Regions from separate parts of the Mus musculus genome. Here region 1 is linked to region 2. Evidence: chromatin contacts called from public HiChIP or PLAC-seq data. All regions are on one chromosome and are shown on one strand. Each heading gives the region's core, a stretch centred on a gene start, on an enhancer-like site or on the middle of the called end of the contact. The rest is flanking DNA. Distances are from core to core; before and after follow the strand shown.

Region 1 (6,906 bases), core at 1,761-4,260, 160 kb before region 2:
GTATACAGAAGAGGTTAGCCGAGAGATTTAAAGTGAAATGAGGCACTGACATGCGTGGGTACCTCAGAAGCACTGAGCTGCAGGACAGTGGTTCTCCAGGCTCTGATTCAGCAACACACGACGCAGTGACTTGTGGACTTACTGTGTGGAATTTCCATGCCTGTAAATGAAGATAGCATCAGAATTAGAACTTAGTGCCCTGGGGGCGGGGGGATAGAAGTGTAGGAAGGGAAGATGTTTCCAGACATAAAGTACCTTGGAAAGACAAACATGATAGGTCCTTTAGCACTGAGGGGCTGGAAGATGTAGCCAGAACACTGGCTGGCCAGCTGATGGGAGCCTGCAGAAATCTGGTTTCATTCCATAAGTTACGTGAAGCTCCTGGAGTTTCAGGAGCCAGAAGAGTTTGCTCTGTGATGAGCACAGGGGTTGATGGAGTTGTTTTATATCACTGAAACAAACTAAAAGCCAGGCGTGGTGGTGCACGCCTTTAATCCCAGCACTCGGGAGGCAGAGGCAGGCAGATTTCTGAGTTCGAGGCCAGCCTGGTCTACAGAGTGAGTTACAGGACAGTCAGGGTTACACAGAGAAACCCTGTCTCGAAAAACCAAAAAAAAAAAAAAAAAAAAGAAGAAGAAGAAGAAGAAGAAGAAGAAGAAAGAAAGAAAGAAAGAAAGGAAGAAAGAAAGAAAGGGAGGGAGGGAGGAAGGAAGGAAGAAAGGAAGAAAGAAACTAAAGAAATAGGAGGCAAAAAAAAAAAAATCTAGTGTAAATCCCCAAAAAGGGTTAGGGGAAAGGTAGTGAGTCCTGAATATGGCAGTCAGCAATCAGTAGAAATTTCAATATCTAATAAAGTATTGTAATTTTTGATGGTAACTCTATCCAAAGATAGATTTTTGTATCAAGTACATATAGCCAAACAGGTATATCTCAGTAGGACAAAACTTCCCTAAAATAGTGATGCTGACTTGTTATATCAACTTAGCACATGCTAGAGTCATCGAAGAGGAGGGAACCCCAGTTGAGAAAATGCCTCCCTAAGACCATGGGATCTCCCCCTTCCTAAGATGGGGAGAGTCTAGCTAATTGTGGGTGGGGCCTTGGGTTCTATAAGAAGGCAGGCTGAGTAAGTCATGTGGAGCGAGCACCCCTCCATGGCCTCTGCATCAGCTCCTGCCTCTGGGATCCTGCTCTGGCTTCTTTAAACGATGGACCACAATGTGAAAGTGTAAGCCAGCTCGCTTTCAGTCAGAGCGTTTCATCATAGCAAAGTGACCCTAACTAGGACAGTAATATTTCTTCATTAGGTGCACTGAACTTGGAAATGGTCAGATTGTGTTCCACCCCGATCCATCCCAGCATCCCATCTGATTAGTCTGTATCTATTTTAAAAACTAAGCTGGTCATGGCCACTGGATTTCTTCTCTGCCCTAACATGATTCTTCCACTGCCTGTGAGGCAGCCACTCCTCTGAGGGCACTGCCATTTCTGCAGAGCTACAAAGGGCTGTAGCTGCCGGTGTGACTGACAGACTGGCTGTGAGGCGAGACAGCAGGTTTGGGAACTGCCCGTGCCTTTCAGGGTACGTGGTCGTGAGGTTATTTTGTCCTATGCGATATCCTACTTTATAAATTAGACAAATGTCTCCAGATTTGTATGCTAGAACCTGGTCCCCCTTTGTGATGGTTTCAGGAAATAGACATTAGGGAAGGTGGTTGTATCTTAAAGCAAATTGGCTTCAAGTGAGATCACTGCCCTTTTAAGAGAGGCACTGCAGAGCACCCTTGTCTCATCCGCCGTGTAAAGTTAGAGTGTGAAGATGCCACCTAGGAGGTAGTGGGCTCTCACAAGACCCTGGATCTGCTGGTGCCTTGACCCTGAACTTGCAGCCTTTAGAATGGAGCACTTCTTCTAAGACAAACAGCTCTACCTGCTGAGGGTTTATGCTCCGATAACCTTACCAAAATATCACTCGCTGGAAGCTACCTTAATCTATGGGTGGAGAAAGAAGCTTGGGAGGAGAGCCATGGTCACACGAATGGAAAGACTTCCTTCTGGTCACTCTCCTCCGTCTTGTTCTCCTGTCCACCTCTGTCTGTCCTACGTAGCACTCAGCTTCCAAAGGCATCATTTGTTACTTATGTCCTTCCTGATAATACACCCTGAGCCCTCTGGGCTAACACAAAACTCCAGAGAACCTTCATACATATGTGGGTCTTCCTGTACGATTGGAAGCTTGCTTTCCAAGGGTAAAATGATAGATGCAGGCAACGAGAGCAGACAGAGGGCAGAGCAAGACTTTATGCATACATTGCCTCAACCTCTGATTCACTGCGCCTGTGCCAGGAGAGAGAAAGGTGAGGTAATTCAACCATGGCCACACACACACACACACACACACACACACACACACACACACACACACACAAAACAAAGGTCAGGGCTGAAGTCTGACCCCAGAGCCTCTAGCACTGTTAGCCATGGTGCTTGGGGCATTTGGGGAACAAGAAATGAGGAAGCAGAGGAGGAGACGGATGCTTAAGCCTTCAGGCATTGCTGAATGTTGTCAGGGAAGACTAAGAAAAGAAGTGGGGATAAGCAAAATAGCATCCCTGCCAAGCCGGTGCACACAAGCTGGCACAGTCAAGACCCTGCTTCCCCAAGGAAGGTTTCATTGTGTTACAAAATAACCATGAACCAAAATGGCTGCTGTGCTCAGGACGGTAGGAGTGGCTTCCTCAACTCTCCTAGTAAGAACAATTAATTCCCCAGAAGGCACTCAAGTCCCGAGATGCTGATTTTTTTTTTTCCCTGTGAGTTCTCACCCTGGACAGATGAATTTTTCATAAAGACTTTGTCTGTAATCTAGAGAAACGTGTACAGCCATCCAGCCAGTCTTGGAGGCTCTGACAGCTCAATGGACCAGGAAAGAATCCCTATCCACGCTGTCTCTGAGTGAATGGTGGGGTTGCTGGGAGCTAGGGGAGCAGACTGGAGGAGAGGGTAGGTGGCTGCAGAGACAGACAGAGCTTTATAAATAACCTGTTCCCCCCTCTGCCTTAGAATCACAGAGCCGTGACTGGCTGCAAAATTAAAGAAAGAGGAGGCAGCACCCCAGAGAAACTAATGTGTCAGGAGGGGCAGGCCATGCAGCTGATGAGCTGGACATTCAGGATAATGACAACCAGGTAAACAGCTCCCAAGAGGAGTCCAGAGCCCCGGCTTGGGGAGAGTGGGGAGAGACAGAGACCCATGAATAGCCTATATATATCTTGCAATTCCTCTGTTGTTCTAACCTAATCAAATTAGACTCTGTGTGTGTGTGTGTGTGTGTGTGTGTGTGTCTGTGTGTGTCTGTGTGTGTCTGTGTGTGTCTGTGTGTGTCTGTGTGTGTGTGTGTCTGTGTGTGTCTGTGTGCTCGCATCTGCATGAAAGCTTGCATAGCCTTACAGTATTCCTGCCAATACAGTTCTTTGTTCATTTTCTATGTATGTATGTATGTATGTATGTATGTATGTATACATGTATGTATATATGTATGTATGTGTGTATGTATGTATGTATTCACTTTACATCTCTATCGAAGTTCCCTTTCCTTGCTCTCCTTCCAGTCCCTCCCTCACATACCCCTTCCCTGAGTAACCCCTCTCTTCTCCTCAGAGAAAACAAGTGCCCCCCCCCCTTGGGTACCAACCCACCCTGGCACATCAAGTCACAGCAGGACTAAACATATCCTCTCCTACTGAGGCCAGAGGAGGCAGCCCAGCTAGGGGAAGGGGATCCTATGGTAACAGAGTCAGAGACAGCCCCTGCTCCAGTTGTTAGGGGACCCACATGAAGACCACGCTGCACATCTGCTACAAATGTGTATAGGGCCTAGGTCCAGCCCCTGCACGATCTTTGGCTGGTGGTTTAGTTTCTGTGAGCCCCTACTTTCTCAGACTTGGTATCCTTGACCCTTCTGGCTCCCTCAATCTTTCTCCCGACTCTTTCCGACTCTTCCACAAGTCTCCCCAAGCTCCACCGAATGTTTGGCTGTGAGTCTCTGCATCTGTTTCCATCAGCTGCTGGATGAAACCTCTCAGAAGACAGTTATGCTAGGCTTATGTCTGCAAGCACAGCAGAGTATCATTAATAGTGTCAGGAGTGGGCTCTATTCCATGGGATGGGTCTCAAGAGGGGGCAGTCATTGGTTGGCTGTTTCCTCAGTCTCTGCACCATCTTTATCCCTGTACTGACTCCTTTTGTTTTCAGACATCATTCCAAAGCTTTTCTGTAGGGAATAAGGTCCTCCACTTTGACACCTTGTCACGTTTTCCAAGAATGGAGAGGTGGTGCTGAGAAGAAACCGAGCAGAGACTACACCAGACCTGGAACAGCAACAGTCCCTCGAGAAAGCCTGGGAGCTTCTCACAGAGCTTGCCTTGGGTAGTCAAGACGAGCAAACCCACTCACTCAAAACTGTGCCCTTGCACGGACAAATGCTTCCTGGTGTTGTCTAGAGTAGAGAGGTTTGTTTAAGGGACGACTACAAATTAGTCAGGAGGTCTGGGAGGTGGCTCTGGCTTGATGCGCAAGCATGAGGACCTGGCTTTCAATCCCTAGCACCTACATAAAAAGCTGGGTGGGATGCCGGTGCTTGCCATCCCAGGGCCGGGGCAGCCAGCAGAGGTAGGCAGAGCCCTGGTGCTCACCAGGCAGCTGGCCTAGCCTGATCCTAAGGTCCCAGCGAGAGGCCCTGTGCCCAAAACCAAGGTAAGACAGACAGTATCCGAGAAACACTTGAGGCTGACCTATGGCCTCCATAAACATTTGCACACACATGCCATGTAACCACTCACATGCACACACTCACACACAAACACACATAGGCACACACAATGCCATGTAACTACTCACACGCACACACACACAGAATGGGTGTGTGCACTGGAGGTATGGGATACTGGTTTGTTTATTAGTTTTATCATTTGCTTCCTTCATTCGAGCTTCCTCTGGAGTCCTTATCTCTTCTGAGTATTTTAGCTAGATGTCCAGATCCTCATCCTCCTGCCTCTGACTTTCCCACTCTACAGTACTGTCTCCAGCTACAGGAACATTCCCAGAGAAAGGCCAAGTCTTTTCAAGTCTAAGTCGCGCTAATGAAGCTCAACACTGAACTAGCTACTGGTGCAGGCTGGACTCTGAGACATTATTCCCGTCTTCAAACAGTTTTGCAGCCTGGTTGGTGATATGAAGATGATCATGAGACACGAAGAGGCACACGTATAGTGCTTCTCCCAGGCACACATGCAGGGTCCCTGACTGGAACAAGTCTGTACTTATTTGTGTATTCTGAGTATATTTCATCACCCATGACAATACTGCTTTCAGACCTCTCAGTGGCTTTGCTGTGTAGCTGTAATAGGATAAGGTAGAGACTTGTAGCCTGGGTGGATTTCTCTGAGAGGTCTCAATGACCTTGGCAAATGATATTGTACGAGTTAACCAGCAAGATAAGCAGCCGTTCTTACCCAGTGGCCACTACAACACACAGCGAGGAGGTGTCCTGATCCCAAGGCATTTCTATCAACCTGAGTCAAACTCAATTGCTCCTTTTTCTTTGGATGAGTTTGGAGGCTAGACATGTTAGTTTCCCATCATACACTAACTATCTGGTGAGACTGTCTTATTTGAGTTCAGTTTCAGAGATTTCAGCCCTTCCTTGATTTGGGAGTCTGTGGCAGCATAGTACATTGTGAAGGGGCTGCATAGTCACTCACATCATGGCTGGGAAGTGGAAGAGAACAGGGGTCTAGGGCCCTGATACCTGTTCAAAGACATGACCTCAAAGGCCTCCCACTAAACCCTATTTAAAACTTCCAGTGCTCCCAACAGCACCAGGCTGGAGACCCTGCCTTTAACACCCAGGCCTTTGGGAAATGTTCCGATCAAAACTGCAGCAGAGAATGTCTTCTTATTCTGTCCCTTCCATTGCTCATTTAAATATTTACCTTTTTTTTTTCCTATAACCACGAAAGGGTTTTGCAGCTTTAGGAGACTCCTCCAAGCAACACGGTCTTCTACTCATCCAGTCTAGAGATGGGAACTTCTTTCAAATGTCTGAGACCACAGTTTGAGTCATCTCTTTCGGAACGTCCTTGCAGGGAAAGGCATGGTGCTAAGGTTGGCTTTTCCCTCAGGCCAGGAGCCAGTTGTTACAGAATTATGGAGCACTGTTCAGAGGACATGCTGCCCACTTTAAAAAAAAAAAAAAAACCTTCCTGAGCTACATGGGTTCAGCCAGAGTCCATTTATATAAGGCTAAATGAGAGTTCCCCCACATACAGAGAACTCTAACATCCCTGGATAAACAGCCCTGCAAGAAGAAAATGCAAATTGTGGCTTAAAGTCATCCTGTATGTCTGTGCCACGAATATCAATGTGGCTTTACCCTCCAGCTAGGGCAGCTCAGCTGCTAGCTCTTTATGCAGCTCTCTGCCCTGCATAGATTTGTTTCCCGAGACAGTTAGAAAAACAAATAGACTATTAGCTACTGGCTTCAGGAGCTCCTCGGGGACAATGGGGTTAGAAACTGATCCCCAAGCATCAGGTCTGCAACGGAGCACATCAGGGCCTCAGGCTCCTTAGGGCCAGTGGGAGCCTGGGACAAAGCAATAGGCAGTGGGTAGGCTGTGTGGTGCCAAGCTGGGACTACGAGGCTTTACAGTCAAGGTTTACTAACATGGCCAAGTTTCTGTTAAGAGAAGAATCCGTACAGGCAAGGGAGCGTAGGAATCCATCAGAACTTCAAAGATTGGAATGGAAGGCATATCACACCAGCTGTGAAGAGACCACGTCAAGCCTTGTCCCACTGTGCTTGGCCCTTCTTGGCCTCTACTTTCTGATTACCATATCCTGCCTGGG
Region 2 (6,786 bases), core at 3,189-5,688:
ATACAGCAAAGATACCCAAAACTGAGCACTGTCTTAGCTACTAATTCTCTATGACTTTCTGCAATTACCTAGTGTCTATGGCATTTCCATCCCTGATACCAACTCCCTAAGATTTATAAAATCCTACTTATTTTATAGATAAGGAAGCTGAGATACACACACACTCACACCAAACCCCTCAAAGCCATCAAGTATCAGAGCCCACCCTGAGTTTCCAACAGAAGGAGTTCATCTCTGAGAAGTAACTTCTAGGGCAAAGTCTAGAATCCCTTCCTAAACAGCCGGGTGGATTGCTCTAGTCATTCCTCAAAATCCAGGAGGCTTCTAGGAAAGTAGACCGAGGCAAAAGAAGAAAAGCGACTGAAGACACAGTCCACAAGAATTATGGGCACAGTAGAGCCCTGTATCCCCCATAAGCCTGGTAGGAGTCTTCTCAGGATATTCCTTTTCAAAAGGGTCCAAATGAGGACCCTTCTACCCAGCTGACAAAAGACAGCCTAGGGAGAGCCAACCAGAGTCACCACAAGCTAAGCCAGGCTTATAAAAGCTCTCCTAGGGCTCAAAGAGTTGAATTGGATCTCTAGCCTCCCAGGACAAAGCATTTCGGTTTTGATGGAGTTCTTTTCTCTTTCCGCTTTGTCTGGTTATTTTCTCAATTTCTCCCTTTCTGGTTTAGGCTTTTTTTCTGTAATACTTATATTTGGCACATGATTCCCACCCCCCCTCTCCTAGCTCTGACTATTATACCCCACTATTGTGGTGTTCTTTTTCCTCTGAAAGCAATCAAAAATGAAAATCCACATTTCAGAACAGGGTCTATTAAATATGCACCTTTTGTGGGTTAAAAAAGGAAAGCGCTCTCTGATTTCAGCTGTGTTTCACCTACAGATTAGACACCAGGGTGAGACTTCTGCTCCTTAGCAGGCCATTTGCATCTGGTAATTGAGAAGGAGGTCAGGAAGGCTGGAGGTAAAAGTGACTCATTCTACGGAATGTGGAATGCGTTAGTCTGAGGCGTTGCTAATCAAACTATAGTCTTTGTACCAGCAGCAAAAGCTTCACCCAGGAGCTTACTGAATGTAGACCTGTAGTGCCCAAGAGATGTCTCCTAAGTACCTGCCAATCTACTAGAGGCCCTGGGTTGGGATCCCAGCACCCATGGTGTGCAGCACATGACTGACAGAATCTCAAGCTTCAGGGAATCCAGTGCTCTCTTCTGGTCTCCTAGGGGACTAGCACAAGCATGGAGGATACTCACACATGCACATCAATAAAAACGGACAGAGACCATAGAAATGCAGGCTCTCCGGGACCACCCAAAGCTAACGGAATCAGGATCTATCTTTTAACAAGATCCCAGGGTTTTTAAGAGCAAAGGTATGGGGTAAAAGCAAATTGCCTTTACTGTCCGCCTGGACACTCCATAGATTTCTAAGAAAGTAAGCCTGTTTGGTCGATGCTTTAAGATGGCCCCCTCCCCCACCACACACACCGTTCTTTCCTGCCCAAACTGTGGATTCATATGGGAATCCTGGAATGATCAGTATTCATCTGCCTATCAATGTCAGCCAAATAATTACTGAAGGTGACATCAGGCTGGTGGCCAGCCATTCTGCAGCAGATAGTCCCTAAAAGGAAAGGGCTCTGACACTGGAGGGTGACAGGGAACCCGCACTTCCTGTTTTGAAGGCTCTGGGAAGGGATAGAAAAAGACACCACTGTACAAACTATGGGAAATGCAAAGGTGACTGGTGAATTCAGAGGATCTTGGGAAACTAAAGCTGAGAAAGGCCCAGAAAACAGTAATGGATGAAACCAAGAGCAGAGCGCTTAAATCCGGCGCATGCGCAGACTTCACACATCCTATAACAATGGCGGAGATTCGGGGAGATGGACTCTGATTAGCTCATCTGTCATCTACATGGGAGACCTGTTCCAGGAGATGGAAAAGCATATGCACCTGGTTAGAAGGACTGGTAGCCAGAACTGACAAGTCAGCTAAGAGGAAAAGACCCTTATCTGCTCAGTGGTCACCTGCATACTGACTCGCAATTCATGAGGTAGAGTTAGTATCCAGAGAGGGGAGAGTCCTGGTGAGCCACAAAGACGTGGTCTGGACCCACACTTGACCTTGTCCTCTGTGACGAATACATCTGCCTCTGAGATGCTTCTAGTAAAAAGCTAAAATAGCAGCACAAAAAGTTACTCCTTGGGGAAAAAAAAAAAAAAGCAAAAACACCCACCCTCCCACCCACCCTCTCCATCCAAAGAAAAAGTAAGTTTCCTCTGCGACTGTGACTCTGACTCTGAACGCCGCTATAGACACTTTCATGCCTTTGTCATCGAATGGCTGTCGAGTGGATTGCCTGAATTACCAACTGCTCTGTGCTAAGGCCTACGCTATCATTCTCCTCCCTCAGTTTTGCTAAATGTCTGCTCACTTTATTTGCCCCGTCTTCACCTTCAAAGTCTCCGAGACAGCAATATTTTCCAATGTGGAAATGGTTCATTTACGCCAAGCAATACTTGTGTTTCGTCAAATGACAATCTATCTACTTAGGCATCCTCTGTATTTCGGCTAGGAGAACGCAAGCCTGTCCTTCACAAGCCCACATCAGCAATGTCTCAAGGAGGATCCGGAACAGGCAGGAATGATGGACGGTGGTGCACAAGGAAGAAAGGGGGAGACTTAAGGGGGAGAAATTCAGACCGGAACTCCATCTGTCTTCCTTGACCACAACCAAAAGATAGCCCTCTCGCTTGGAATCAAGCATATTATAGATTAGCCGCCTTACAGGGACTGGGGCTATCAATTTGGTTTCAGAACTTCCACTTCACAGAAGAGTCCTTGACTTAATCCCCACCGTAATTCAGACCTCGCTAAGCAGTCTTCCAGAAACATACCTGAAGGGAACTCTGCAGCCCTTCCCCACCCCCAACAGTCACAGACATGCCTCAGCACACCACCTCCAAGAAAGAGAAAGTTAACTTTCAAATAAACCTGTCCTTCAACTGGTCTGACCATGTTTTCAGACCCTTCACATTCTTCAAGACGGTTTATTCTAAAGTAGTTCAAATCCAGAAGCCCAAACCTGACCTGTGTGTGAAGGGCAAAGATCAAGGGTCGAAGGGCTACAAATACACTGCTTCCCCCCACCCCCACCCCCACACACTCCTTTGATCCTCTTTTTCCTCTGGGCCAAAATGGGAAAATGTGCCAGGCTTCTTATCCTTCCTTCAGAAAAGCCCAATTGGGCTGCCGGTGGGTGTGCGAACCTACACCGGTTCCACACAATTTTCTGTGAACTCCAGGGGTTTTGCAGAAGGCTGGGACACAGGGACTCTATTTCTCAGGCACCCCTAAAGTCTGCACGTATGCAGAAGGCGCAGTGCTGTCCGGTCGGTACAGTCTCCCCTCCCTGCTGGGCCATTCAAAGCTCCCCCCACCACAGCGGGGTCACTCACCACCCGTGAGCTGTGCAGGGCCAAAGCACAGCGCCAGTTGAAACCACAGGATCACGGCCAAGAGTCTCTGGGGGGACTGAGGCTGCTGTTGCTGCAGCTGCTGCTCTAGAAATCCATCTCCATTGCTCGGGTTCATTCCATGATACATCTTTCATCCACAGAGGGCATCCAGCTTGCGAGAGTCTGCAACCAGGAGCGGAACACGACAATACCCCGGGGTTGCCCGGGCTCTGGGGCCAAGCTCTCCCTCCTCCACCCTGGGGGCCCGGTGCCTGGGCTTTGCGGGCTCCATCCCATCCCATCCCTGTTCGCCCCTGCGCAGCCCCCGCCCCCTTTCCCACAGCGAGATCCTCCCTGCCACCCCCCATGCAGGGTCCAGAGAGTAGCAGCCACCATGGGATACTGCGCGTGCGGGAGGGATGGAGGAGGGGAGAGAGGACAGGGGTTAGTGCACACTGGCTCTGTGCTGGTCCCCGGGATTCAGCGGCTCTGATCATGACAGGAAAGTCTAAAGCCTTATAGCATCAAGCGGCTGAGAAAACACTTTTCCCCGGGCCTGTACATTTCACTCTGAGGAATCTCACAATGTGCCCCCTGCTGCCCCTGGATACTTCTCTGCTTTTCCAAGGATTGGGAGGCTCCTATTGCCCCAGTCCCTTATGAAATCTGAGCTGTTATTTTTATTTTAAAAATTCCTCCCTTAGGGGAGCTGAGCCAGGAGCCAACTCGCCCAGCCCGGCCTGCGCACGCCTCCCCGGGGCAGGCAAGCCCCTTCCGGGCTCCGGCTCTTACCTGTGGGTCTCATGCATGCAGCTTCCTTCCCTCCTCCGCCTCCTCCCCCCGCCAGTCTAACCCGCATCTGTGCGCGACCTCTGCTGCCGCCTCTGCGCGAGCAAGCAAGCGAGCGAGCGAGCAAGACAGAGGAGCGAGCGAGCGAGCGAGACGGAAGCCTCGGCGGCTGCCGGGCTACACCGCCCCCGCCCGTCCCGCCGCGCGCTCCCTCCCCGGGCTCCCCCGAGTGGCCGGGGGCGGGGGTGACGAGGGCCACGGCTGCCGGGCTGCGCGCGCCCGCTACCTGAGCTCGGGAGCGCGCGGCGGCGGCGCGGAGAGGGGGAGGAAGGGACGAGGCCCGGGCGCGCGCGGGAAGGGCAGGGGCGCGCGGGCCTGCACGCGCCTCGGCGGGTCCCAGCCAGCGCCGGTAGCAGGGGTAAGGGGATGGCGTGGGCGGAGGAGGACGCCGTGGCCAATGGGAAGCCGGCGCGCCTGCACCTGTCGGGCACGAGTCGCCAGGCGGCGGCACACACGCACACGCATTCACACACGCGCATACGCGTATGCACGCACACATACCCAGGCACACGCACGCGCACACACCGCAGGTCTGCGCCGCGATCCTTCACCAGTGGCCTCTGGAGCCCTTAGCCCCGTGTGTGCCACCAGAGGCTGTGACCTCGAAGGTGGAGGTGGACAGGATGATCCCACCCAGGACCATCACCGATGACAGGGTTAACTTGAATGGGGCGGTGTAAGCACAACCCTTGCTGCTAAAACCTCAAGTTCTTGGTGACCCCGAACATCTCCACGGGTGTGAGCTTCCCCTAGAGCCCAGTGGACAGCCCGAGGAGGCTGGGTCTCTGTCTCCCGTCCCTTGCACCGTCGGCATTTTCCCTCTTGGCTGCCTTGGAGATAGACGCAAGCATCTCTCGGAGCTTTCTCTTGAGAGGCTCTCCCTCAGGGAGACAAGTGACCGGGCAGTGAGATGATGGGTGCCAATGCGGGAAAGCTGGATATCACCGGAAGCTTATTTCCTTTGGGTAAGAACCCGAAAGGATCAGGGGTCCCCAGGAAAGAACGTTCCCCTGGTCAGCGGTCCCTTCCTGGTGTCTTAAGTTCAGCCTGCTGCTAGCTCTGTTCTCCCAACCTTTGCTGTTCCCCAGCAAGCTAGACCTCCCTCTGAGGTCTGGGCCGGCTCCTAGGGTACTTGTGTGAGCCTTGGTGATTAAGGGGTGTGCCTTAATGAGGTAGGGCCGGCAGGCAGTATTTTTGAACCACTGGATCCCCATTATTCTGTAGCAATTTGTGGATATGAAAAACCATGTTTCTGATACAGCCACCAAATCATCTCGTCCTTCTATCGACTTTCCCAAAATCTCACATACTGAAGGTAGTTTGGAAATTACAGCTTTTACCGTGTTGGCTTTTACTGCGAGTAATTTTAACAAATTCTTGCAGGAGAAATTAGCTTTTAGTAGATAAATCTAGTTCAATGTTGTTGATTTTTTTTTTCGATTTGTAAAATTGAGATGTCAGCTTTGCACGGAGTAAGTTGAACAGTTTTGGTTATCACAAATGCATTTCTGCTAAAGCCTGAACTCTGAAGCCCAAAGCATTACTTGGGCATTTTTCTGTGTTTCCAAGGTCCTAAGATTGTTCGCTGCAAATTGAATATTTATTCTAGCTTATTCTCAATAAAATATCTACCGTTTTAAAAATAGCTGTCAGATCCACAGGGCATAAAACTATTTGTTGACCATGCAACAAATGTATCTGAAGTCTGCCGCTTAGCTGCAACAATCGGCTTATAAGACTACCAGGGCCAACAGGACCATCCAAGTTCATCTGTCCCAAGCCTGGGATCTGCGCTTAAGTCTCCTTTCTGACACAGTGCTAGCCAGCTGGAGCTACAGCTCAGCAGTAGGCCACTTGCCTAGCTCTTGTGTGAGGCTCGGGGCTCCACCCTTAGTACCACAAGAATTAAATTATTTGTGAACAAGGTCACGTAGCCTCATCCAGTACCTGAGGAAGCCTGTTGTAGTTGCTGGTTGCACTCAGAAATGCCTTCCTCGGGTGGGACTGCTCTGCTTTGGGTTTGTTTGTTTTTTCTGTTATTGTGCTAAGACACTGACCAAAAACAACTTGGGGAGGGGAAGACTTTTACTTGGCTGACAAGTTACAGTCCACCAGTAAGAAAAGCCAAGACAGGAACTGAAGGCAGGAACTGAAGGGGTCGGGGTGGGGAATGGAGGAACGATGCTTGCTTACCAGCTTTGCTTCCTGTGTGTTGCTTGGCAGACTTTCATAGCCCAGGAATCACACACACACACACACACACACACACACACACACACACACGCACGCACGCACGCACGCACGCACACACGCACGCACGCACGCACGCACGCACACACGCACACACTCTCATACAGTGGCCTGGGCCCTCCTGCATTTAATCAGCGTTTAAGGAAAAGCTCCCGCAGACATGGCCACATGGAAACAGTTTTTCAGTTGAGATTTCCTCTTCTAAGTTATGCTCAATGTTAA

The links. HiChIP or PLAC-seq counts read pairs in DNA pulled down with a chosen protein or histone mark.
Region 1: a contact with region 2 is called in an H3K4me3 HiChIP or PLAC-seq map of embryonic hindbrain, with 2.8 times the contacts expected there. The contact joins the enhancer-like site here to the promoter of Susd4 in region 2. A contact is called at or near these places in 5 of 39 promoter capture datasets (cranial neural crest, liver, maxillary cranial neural crest and 2 more), 8 of 115 datasets of contacts at active chromatin or transcription factors (embryonic basal ganglia, embryonic forebrain, embryonic hindbrain and 4 more) and 2 of 9 other capture datasets (macrophages and pancreatic islet).

What each region holds. Positions count from the first base shown.
Region 1 is chr1:182,918,650-182,925,555 of GRCm38.p6, reverse strand. No RefSeq gene overlaps it. Among named protein-coding and RNA genes, the nearest start is that of Tlr5, 33 kb to the left of the region's middle. Within about 2 kb of position 3,010, at least 20 of the 459 cell types and tissues checked have an H3K27ac peak or open chromatin away from gene starts, as enhancers often do.
Region 2 is chr1:182,761,868-182,768,653 of GRCm38.p6, reverse strand. Susd4 (sushi domain containing 4) reads right to left here and starts at 4,438. Exons shown (of 9, transcript NM_001356461.1): 1 at 4,258-4,438; 2 at 3,466-3,648. The coding sequence starts at 3,613.